Linked DNA regions of Mus musculus: region 1 is linked to region 2. The links are chromatin contacts, called in public Hi-C maps. All regions are on one chromosome and are shown on one strand. Each heading gives the region's core, a stretch centred on a gene start, on an enhancer-like site or on the middle of the called end of the contact. The rest is flanking DNA. Distances are from core to core; before and after follow the strand shown. Region 1 overlaps 1600002D24Rik (RIKEN cDNA 1600002D24 gene). Region 2 overlaps Erg (ETS transcription factor).

Region 1 (4,924 bases), core at 2,096-4,595, 440 kb after region 2:
ATGAAGGGAAATGCACACAAGCACAGAGATACGTAATCAACCAGGCAGCAGTCGTCACCCACACGGAGCCTTGCAGTGCTCTCTGACACCAATTCCCACCTCACAGAACCTGGCCGCTTAGAGGGCTGAGTCCCGATCAGAACAGGAAGTTCTCAGAATCGGCACAAGTCTAAGCTCAGATCATCCAGAAAGCGAGGCAACTTCCAAAGCCTCCTGGGGACATAATCACAGGAGAAACCGTGAGTCTACCTCGATATATTATTGCTTGCTAAGAAAGTGCAATTAGAGTTATCATTGAAAATAATAACTGAGCCAGGCAGTGCTGGAGCACACCTTTGATCCCAGCACTCAGGAAACAGAGGCAGGTGGATCTCTGTTAGTTCAAGGCCAGCCTGATCTACAGAGCTAGTCCCAGAACAGCCAAGGCTACACAGAGAAACCCTGTCTCAAAAAAAAAAAAAGAGGAGGAGGTACTGTGAAGAAGAGGAGGAAGGAGAGGAGGAGGGAGAGGAGGAGGAAGAGGAGGAGGAGGAAGGAGAGGAGGAGGTGGAGATACTGTGATAGATTAAGCCTAAGGAGTCAAGAACACTAAGGAATGTTTTTAAGAAATATTTTAGGGTTTTTTTTAATATTTATTTTATGTATATGAGTGTTTTGCTTGTATAACATATGTGTACCATAGGTGTTCAGTGCCTGTGAAGGGCAGAAGGAGCCAGATCCCTTATAACTGGAGTTCTATGTGGAGCCACCATGTGGGTGCTGAAAACCGAACTGGGGTTCTCTGTAAGAGTAACAAATGATCTTAACCCCTCGGCCATCTCTCCAGACCCTGGTTGAAAAGCATAATCTATGCTTTGTCTTCACAGTAGTAACAGCAGAGTCACCGAAGGATCGAGTGGAAAAACTGATTGCAATTAATAAGCAACGAAGAATGACCTGGTGTGACACTCTGAAGCTCCTGATGGATTGAGGACTCAAGCCCAGGTGATCCCAAGAAAACACCATTCCTGTGGAGGCAACACCAAGGGTATTGTCTTGATGTTCCCTAACATTCGAACATGAACCTGCCCAAACCTCTAGCTCTAACTGTGTTACAAGCATACAGAAAAACCAAATGGCATCCAAGCATGCTAGAGACAATTTCGTGGCGACGTCAGCAACAATACCACATCTTCTACCCCCACGTACAAAACCACAGAGCCAGTGCATTGGCTCCCTCAAAGGAACAAGGCAGGTTTGTTTGGATCCCAACATAAACAAACTGTTGAAAAATAAAATTGATGTGATAACCCAGGAAATACACGTGCTGGCAAAATACTCCGTGGTATTTGAAGCATTCTTTTTATATGAGAAAATGGCTTGTGATTGCTTTTTGTCTTTATCTTTCAGTTCGTGCATACTAACGAATCTAGAGATAAAATTTGATTCCAGGAAACTGCTGGAAGGGAGAAAGACTTGGAGGGAGGCAGCAGGCAGGTCAGGTGATGACCGAGCAGGCCGGGTGGTCAGTATGCTAAGTCCATCATCTTTAGCTTGTACATGTTTTCATGTGTCCATAAGAAAATGTTTCTTAATAATTTATTTTTTATTATTTTATGTACATTGGTGTATTACCTGCATGTGTAAGAGAGTTGGATCCCTGGAGCAGCAGGAGTTTCAGACAGTTGTGGGCTGCCATGTGGGTACTGAGAAGTGAGCCTGGGTCTTCTGGAAGAGCAGCCAGTTCTTAATTGCCGAGCCATCTCTCCAGCCTGAACATGGTTTCTTTTCTTTTCTTTTCTTTTCTTTTCTTTTCTTTTCTTTTCTTTTCCTTTTTTTTTTTTAATCAATTTCTTTTCAAATACTTTTCAGTGGCATGGAAAATGCTTACAATGAAAAGAATAAATATAAGGGGGGTTAGGGAAATATCAATGATGTAAGAGACAAACCAGGAAGCTCTATGTCACATGTTCACAGTCAGTGTGGCTCTAAGGGAATTCATTCCTTCCTCTGCTGGGATTCCCCAACTTTCTGAAATTTGCATACCTAACTTAGACAACTCAGGGCCACTTTATTCCTACTTTTAAGAGGAAATGAGGGGGCAGTCAGTAAAGTACTTACCATGCAAACATGAAGACCTGTTCAGTTTCACAGCACCCACGTAGCCAGGCCTAATAGCACACACTTATAACCCTGGTTCTGAAAAGGTGGGCAGCTAAGAGACAGGAGCATCCTTGGATCTCACTGGCCAGCCAGCATGGCCAATCAGTGAGCTACAGGCTCAATGAGACTGGTCTCAAAAGTACAGAAGGCACCTGATGTTGATCTGTGGCCTCCAGGTGTGTATTCACACCTACACAAAAACGTGTGTACACATACACAAGCACACACAGGCATGCACACACTCACAAGTACACACACACTTGCACACACTCACAAGTACACACATGCACATACACATGCACACACACATGCACACACACATGCACACACTGCACAAGTGAACAAACTGCTAGCTCATCCCCTGTGCCCCTCACACTTAAAACTCGCCTCCAACCTGAGATAAGAGTGTCTTCCATTATCATTGTGAGGCTCCATACCATTCAAGGAAAGATTTGTTCATTTCTCCCACCAGAGTTTGGCTTTGCTTTAATGAGAAGGTCCAATAACTGCATACATATGGTTCCCCAGTGCCCGAGAAGGAACAGAGGCTGGCCAATGACTATTAGTAGCTACTCGTTCAGGAAGCCTTTTTTGCCTGAGATGGCGTGTTCATTTCCCTCTTTGGCCTTGGTAAAAGATATCATCTGGAGGTTTCATCCACTCAAGAATGTAGGTGCGATCCTGGGGCACGGTGACCGGGCTGGGTGCTCCGCATGCCACCAGTACCTCCTTATGGGACTTTCTTCCAAATCGAAATCTCCCAAATGTAGCATGTATAAAGATGTGGGCAGGTTTTATGTTGCACACCACCCTAGAAAGTTCCAGAAGGGCTGGAAACGTAAGCGCCATCATTCTGCTCTGCTCCCCTGAAGCACCTATACTCCAGGAATGTCTGGCTAGGTCTTTTTCTCCATTTCTAAGATTGCCTCTTGGTTTTGCTCTGTTTTGTTTTTCCTCTTTTGCCTGAGGAGAGTTGACCTTTTGGTAAAATCTTAACTGGGGAATTTCTTGGATTTCCTGCATGGAGATTGCCACCCTAGCATCTCCATATCACATCTGCACATATGCGGCTCCTGGACTTATCTCCTTCCTCTCCTCCCCAGTGGCTCTCAAATGTCTTTACTGATCACCACAAACCACCCTCTGGGGCTGGGAGATCCGGTTTATTACTTGGTAAATAGAGACCCCAAGAGGGCTTGCCAAGAAATTGGCTGCCCTGCCTGTACCCCCAACTCCATCCAGGACTGGCTGTCCTTACCAAGGCGGTGACCACATTCACTGCCTGCACAGCCTGCTCCTGAGTCTGAGGAGAAACACATACATGTGCCTAACATCCTTCTGCTCTTCCCTTCCCTCTTCTGCCTGCCTTGTCCCCCAGACTCCTCTCCATCTTTCCTCTCTCCTCTTACATCTTACTTTTTATTCCTCTATCTATTGTTCATGGGATAGGTTTTTTTTTAACAATTACACACATGTATATAACATATTCAACCATATTCATATCCCATTTCTCTTCCCTTTCCAGGGGTGTGGGAAAACATGCATGCTTGTGTGTGTGTGTGTGTGTGTGTGTGTGTGTGTGTATACACGTGTACATGTGTACATGTGTTTATATGTGTGTATGTATATGTGTGTATATGTATATATGTGTATGTCTTTGTGTGTGTCTCTGTGTGTCTTTGTGTATGTGTGTATGTATGTGTCTGTGTGTATGTGTTTGTATATGTTTAAGTGTGTGTATGTATGTGTGCATGTGTGTGCATGTGAGTGTGTCTTTGTGTCTGTGTGTCTGTGTGTTTATATGTGTGTGTATGTATGTGTGCATGTGTGTGTGAGTGTGTCTTTGTGTATGTGTGTCTTTGTGTCTGTATGTGTTTGTATTGTGTAAGTGTGTGTATGTATGTGTGCATGTGTGTGTGTGTCTGTGTGTGTGTCTTTGTGTCTGTGTGTATGTGTTTGTGTGTGTATATTTGTGTGTGTTTGTATGTGTGCATGTGTGTATGTGTGTGTCTGTGTGTATGTGCGTGTATGTGTGTATTTGTATGTATGTGTTTGTGTGTGTGCATGTATGTACATGTGTGTCTTTGTGTATGTGTGTATGTGTGTCTTTGTGTGTGTGTGTCTCTCTATGTGTGTGTCTGTCTGTGTGTGTATAAGTTTGCTATGGTTGCTTACATTGGCAAGGTAGAAGGATTATTTGCCAGCTCTCCATTTCTCAATCACAGGCACATCTTCCAGGAGCAGCAAGAGAATAAGTTGTTTACAACATGTCAACCCAGGTCAAGTGACTTTTATAAGATGGCATTTCCATTTGCAGGGAAAATGGCAAACTGTGAAACAAGCAGAAAGGTGGGCCAGCCCTCTGCAGGAGACAGATATCCTGTTTTCTCATTTGTGAGCCCTAGATACATCAGTCACATGTGTACAGATGTGACACGGGCATGAAAGTGCAGCCACAACTGCTTGGGGAGCAAAGCAGATCAGCGGGAGGCCCAGGGAGAAAGAGAGGAGAGTGGGGTGTGGATCAATAGGCACAGCGAACCTACATACCTGGGTGAACATGCCTTCGCTGTTAGCCCTGTATGGCAAAACAAACAGAGAGCTGGGAAAGATATGAAGAGACGTGTCCAAGTCTAAATACCTCAGAATGTGGCCTGATTTCAAGATAGGGATCTCTGAACTAACCAAGTAAAATGAGACCCTTTCACAGAGTGGGCCAGGCCGAGCCCATTTGATGAGTGTGATTTCCCAGACAAGAAAAGGGTTCTAAGAGGCTAGGAGG
Region 2 (5,311 bases), core at 267-2,766:
CCGAGTGCCCGGGATAGTAATGCAATTGTCACAGACCTTAAGTCTGTTCAAGAACCACTCGTGTTTTTTTTTTTTAAAAAAGACTAAGAGAGATATACTTATTCTGACACAATAGTTTAGCTAGAAGCAACTTTTGTTGTTGTTGTTTGGTTTGTTGGTTTTTTGTTTTTTTTGTTTTTTTTGTTTTTTTTTTTTTTTTGAGACAGGGTTTCTCTGTGTAGCCCTCGCTGTCCTGGAGCTCACTTTGTAGCCAGGCTGGCCTCGAACTCAGAAATCTGCCTGCCTCTGCCTCCCAAGTGCTGGGATTAAAGGCGTGCGCCACCACTTGGGTGACTATGCCTCTATACCAAAGGATCTTGGACACAGGACTAGGTGTGTGTGAGCACAAGTGTTATTTAGAAACCCTGTTTTGCTGCTAGCCACCTTGGGGCTTGTTCTGCGAAGGACACACCACTGAAGATGTGCAGAGGCCCTTGGCCACACTTGTGGGGACTGTGGCACAGTTCCACCCTCCTCGGCCTCAGACTCTCATCACAGTACTGCGATTGTCAGCACCATTCCACAACATTATCTTAGGCTGTTGAGATTAACTTGGGTTTTTATCACTTTCCAGAACCTCAAACGACGTTTAAAAGTGTATTTGTCTCCCTTCTATGATACTTGGTATCATTTATTGAACTGTAATAAACTGGTCTGCAAACTGTTTCTTTAGGACCAAGGAAATGCTCTGATAGTAACAGGCACCTGCTGAGCCGCCCTGGCAGCCTGAGTACCCACCTCAGGAACCCAAGTAAAGGTGGGAAGAAGAGAATCGAATCCACAACGTTGCCCTCCAACTTCCACAAGTACACACACGTGCCTCCAAACGCTCTCCTACCTCCACTTCCACACACAAATGAGCAAAACTTTTAGACCCAAATTATTTGTATAACAAAAATAAAGATAATATGTTAATGGTAAGCAATGGTGCAATGATGTAACTCACGCCACGGAGATTTGGAGGCACCCGTGTGCAAGGGTAGCTCCTCCTCTTTCCTTCTTTAAACAGCCGAGGTGGCCTTGCTTTGTCTTGACCTGAGTCAAGTTAATTTGGTTATCATTTGCTAATACATGTCTATCACAAACGGAATCAGAAATGAAGCTAACATTTGCCATGAATTCATTCCCATTTTCTCACACCTCACCAAGCAACCCATAAACTTAAGGGACTCAGAGGCCAGGTTTGGAGTCACCGTAGCAGCTGCCCCGTCACTCCCAGGCTGCATGCTACCTCTCTGCATGTGCCCTATCACTTCCCACTGCAGAGGTGAGGCCCCCATGTGCAGCCGGAATCCAGGTAGGCTGTTTCTCTTCCAGCTGACCCATGTGATGATCGGCTTCTGCGACAGGGTCTCACAGTGAACCTGGGCCCCAGAGATAGCCTGGGTTTTCGGGATGAGCCCCAGGGATCCTCCACTCTGCCCCCAGCCCACCACCCATCATAGTAGACACTACCATGGATGGCTTCTAGTTTAAATGCTGGGGACTGGAAATCATGCCCCTGTGAGCCATTTTTATCCACTTTATCAACGGAGCCATCTTCCCAGCCCCTTTCTGATAGGCAAGTAAAATCCAAGATTTAAAAAACGCCGCATTTCTCACACATTGTGTGTCCCTAGTAGATAATATTCTAGCCTTCATTTATAGTTATAAGAACAGTCCTATGTGGAGAGTTGCAAGAAGTAGTCACCTACTGTCTCAGGAGGGGCACTTCTATCAGCTCCTCAGAAGCTGGAGTCTTGGGAAGGGGCTTCCCTTTAAACTGCTGGGATCTTGGACACTAGAGGGCACTACATGACCCTCTAAAATGCCCAAAAAGAGCAAACACTATGTCTGCCTAGGGCTTGCCATGAAATTCCTGAAATAATTGTTATTATCCCACAAAGCTGTCTTGGTTTTATTCACCAACAAGGAAACCCAATATTCATCACCTATAAGAGAGAAAAACTTTGAATCAGCATATTATCTACAGATTTTAAAACTTAAAACTAAGCATAATCCAGACATTGTGGGTCACACTATAACCCCAGAACTCAGGGGGCAGAGACAAGAAAAGCAAAGATTTAAAGTCAGCCTCAGCTATACAGTAAGTCTGGGGTCAACCCAAGTTCTACGAGACCCTGTTTCAAATCATAAAACAAAACAGAATTTTATAAATGTATGTTAGTCTTCCTGAAAATAATTTTAATGTACAATCTCACTGACACTCGGCCCAGACAGGAGGTTCTCAGCAGCGTCCTCTAAACACGAGGGGACCTCTGCGACTTACCCTGTCTTCATTTGTACCTAAAATAAGCAGAGCATTTTTGTTTCTGCTTCTACATGAGCTTATATATCATGAGCTGGTGAGGTCAGCGGGTGAGGGTTGTTTGCCTGGGTCTAGGCTGTGGGTGGAGTAAGTGTGGACAGGCTCTGACCAGCTGCTTCGAAGAGGCCCAGGTATGATCCTTACTGCATGTTTCCGACTCCAGCTGCCAGCAGAGCCCAGGGGTGCTTTCTCTGCTTAGAGTGGGGCAGCCAAGGCAGGGCTTCATTCTCGCTGCTGTCACTGTGACAGGGAAACACACAGGGCTCCTGAGTGTGAACAGCATCACATGATGGAAAAGACCTGGACACCACAGCCGAGTGTCATAGCAGCCTGAAGAAGTATGACCACCAAGGCACACAGTCAAAACACACACACACATACACCAGAAACAGGGAAAGGCTGCCTGCCCCATCGTCCCCCAACCGTCTTCATCTGGGGTGTTCAGTTGCAGACCTCCAGATGTTGGGTCACTCTAGAGGAGGGCTTTTTGAGCAAGTACTCTGACTAAGGCATTTGGAAATAAGATTTTTTTTCTAATGTACTCTGAGGACTTCCAACTCTCTATCACATGAGGTCCCCTTCTCAGTGTCCAAACCATACCCAGCGGCAAGTGGACATGTAACATGCATGGCACACGTATGTGCACGGTACCCTACTTTCATAAGCATGCTCAGCTACACTATTTGTTATCAGGGATGGTTTCATATGTCCTTATAGACCAGGAACATGGAGCAGTCATTGCATTTCTAGGCACTGACCATATCACCATGGCAACTGCATTTCCTAAAATGGTCCATCTCAAACCCTTCTGAAAGCTGGCATCAATTTTGCTCCATTAAATAGTGGTACCTGCCTCCCTCCCATCCCCTCAGGTCTCTGACAGAGGTTCAGTTATCAGACTTCCAAAGCTACCTCTGCCTGTTTCCTTGGCAACAAGCATTCATAAACTTCAGCCTTCATTGAAAGAAAAAGGCCAACTATGGAAAGATGGGGTGGGTGTTCTTATCATTATCCCTGCATGACAGTTTACACCAGACCCCAGAGCTAAGTGAAGAAGGCTTCCAGAGGACTCCAGCCCCAAACGCCAGTTGACTACAACCTTCTGCAAGACAACGGGTTGAAGACTTCCTCTCCAGCATCAGTCCTATGATGTGATATGAAGTGATAGTTGTAGTCTTGAATGATTTATTGAAGCCTTAAATGCCTAGAACACTATGAGACCAAGTCTGGCTTCCACAAGACGTTTGTAACAAGACTGTTGCAGCAGAAGGAGCCTTCCTATGAGAGGTCTATCAATCTTTATTGGCATTAGCTACATGTTAAGCATTGGGCCAGGCTGCTCTGAAGGTGCTGAAGGTGCTGAAAGCAAGGGAAATGTTCTTGTACAAACAGAGTGAAACTTCACCTATCAGTTGGAGGGAAAATATGTCAAAGTCGTAGAGGCATTTTAACTCAAGAGGAAGGAGAGAGACGTGACAGTCATTAATTCCTCTCACTCCACAGCTATCCATCAATGACGCTGGTACCCCAGGGCTACACCCTCATGTCCTCAGTCCTTACCCAGTGCCAGCAGTTCTCCTGGACCTGGTTTGCTGGTTGCTCATCTTCAGGACATCCTTCCTATGGATACCAAGTTACCTCCCCAAAGAGAAGTGGGAAACTCTCATGCCCACAGAGGCAATGATGCCTGATGATCCATTACCCTGTGTGTTGGTATACAGAAGAACTCCAATGTGGAGAAAAGGCTGCCATTTTATTCTCTGAAACACTGGGGACTCTTTCCCTCATGGCCTCTAAGGTTTCCACGGTGTTGTGGGGGCTCCACCACACACACACACACACACACACACACACACACACACACACAAAAGCAAAAACAAAAACAAAACTGGACTACACTTAGAGGCATCTGGAGGAATCTAATGATTAGTCTGGCTTCACTGTGGGCAAAGGCAGTGTGTTCAGCTACACACAGCCGGTCCCCATTTCACGAAACCTAGCAATTGTAAGAAAGAGTCTAACCAAACTGGAGGTTTCCTGAAAGATAAACCGTCTTTTGTTTTTCTTTAGCAAGTCTGTCCAGCTGGCCTAGAACTCTTGAACTCAAGTGACCATCCGGCTCCTAAGCAGCCCTTACTGTGGATGTCTGCCACCTCAGGGCCCATCTCAAGGCTACACTAACAAGTTTGGGAAGCAGTAAGGCTCTGGTTCCAGACAGCTGGGTAGGACACCTGAACCTCAGCTCCCAGGCTGAGCCAGGGTTTGAAATACTTGGTTCCATGGAACTCAAAGCTGCTTTCACAGAGACTGGAAAACACTCCTTCTCTCCCATGTGACACTGTGGTATGGAATGCTCGCACACAAGGAACTCTTGTTTTATATATATACATATATATGTATATATATATATATACCTCTAATAGCCAGAAAATGGGGAAGTCCACAAAGAAATTTTTCAACTGCCTCTCTTTACATGACCCTTAACCTAGGAGATTTTTGCCTAATCTGTAAATTGAAGTTAAAAGTATTTCTATACCTTTGGAGTAGGGAGCCCTTTGTCCCCATAAGAACGGAGAGACTATTAACAATAAGGCCCTGCATGCACAACACTCCTTTGTCGGTGAGTGCAAACCAAAACCAGATGTGGAGCCCCAGCCGCTACCTTGGAGTGACCCAGGGAGGCTCAGGCTAATCCAGCCGTTCTTAATAACTCAAAACTGCCAGCCTTAAACCATCTAATTTTTTCTTGCGCTTACAGATGCAAACAAGAATCGACAGCCTGCATTGGAATCTGTTTCCCTCTGGCCACATACAGATAGATTCTGTCTGATAAGAGCAGGATAAAGGCCCTTTCCAGGAAGCTGTGTCACCACCATCCGATGACGAGGGGGTAGCGGTAATTATCACCTTTAATGAACCAAGATTTGGAAGAAGTTATACTGAAAATCAGACGCCCTTGTCCTG

Evidence for each region. A called contact is a pair of places that touch in the nucleus more often than the background predicts.
Region 1: a contact with region 2 is called in a Hi-C map of the G1E-ER4 cell line, with 4 times the contacts expected there. The contact joins two enhancer-like sites. A contact is called at or near these places in 2 of 484 Hi-C or Micro-C datasets (both in the G1E-ER4 cell line) and 1 of 115 datasets of contacts at active chromatin or transcription factors (cardiomyocytes).

The regions. Positions count from the first base shown.
Region 1 is chr16:95,900,381-95,905,304 of GRCm38.p6, forward strand. All of the region lies in intron 1 of 1600002D24Rik (RIKEN cDNA 1600002D24 gene), which reads right to left. Among named protein-coding and RNA genes, the nearest start is that of Gm41508, 19 kb to the right of the region's middle. Within about 2 kb of position 3,346, at least 11 of the 459 cell types and tissues checked have an H3K27ac peak or open chromatin away from gene starts, as enhancers often do. A contact at or near this core is called in the G1E-ER4 cell line, where this site is marked.
Region 2 is chr16:95,464,920-95,470,230 of GRCm38.p6, forward strand. The region is part of intron 2 of Erg (ETS transcription factor); the gene reads right to left. Among named protein-coding and RNA genes, the nearest start is that of Erg, 63 kb to the right of the region's middle. Within about 2 kb of position 1,517, at least 13 of the 459 cell types and tissues checked have an H3K27ac peak or open chromatin away from gene starts, as enhancers often do. A contact at or near this core is called in the G1E-ER4 cell line, where this site is marked.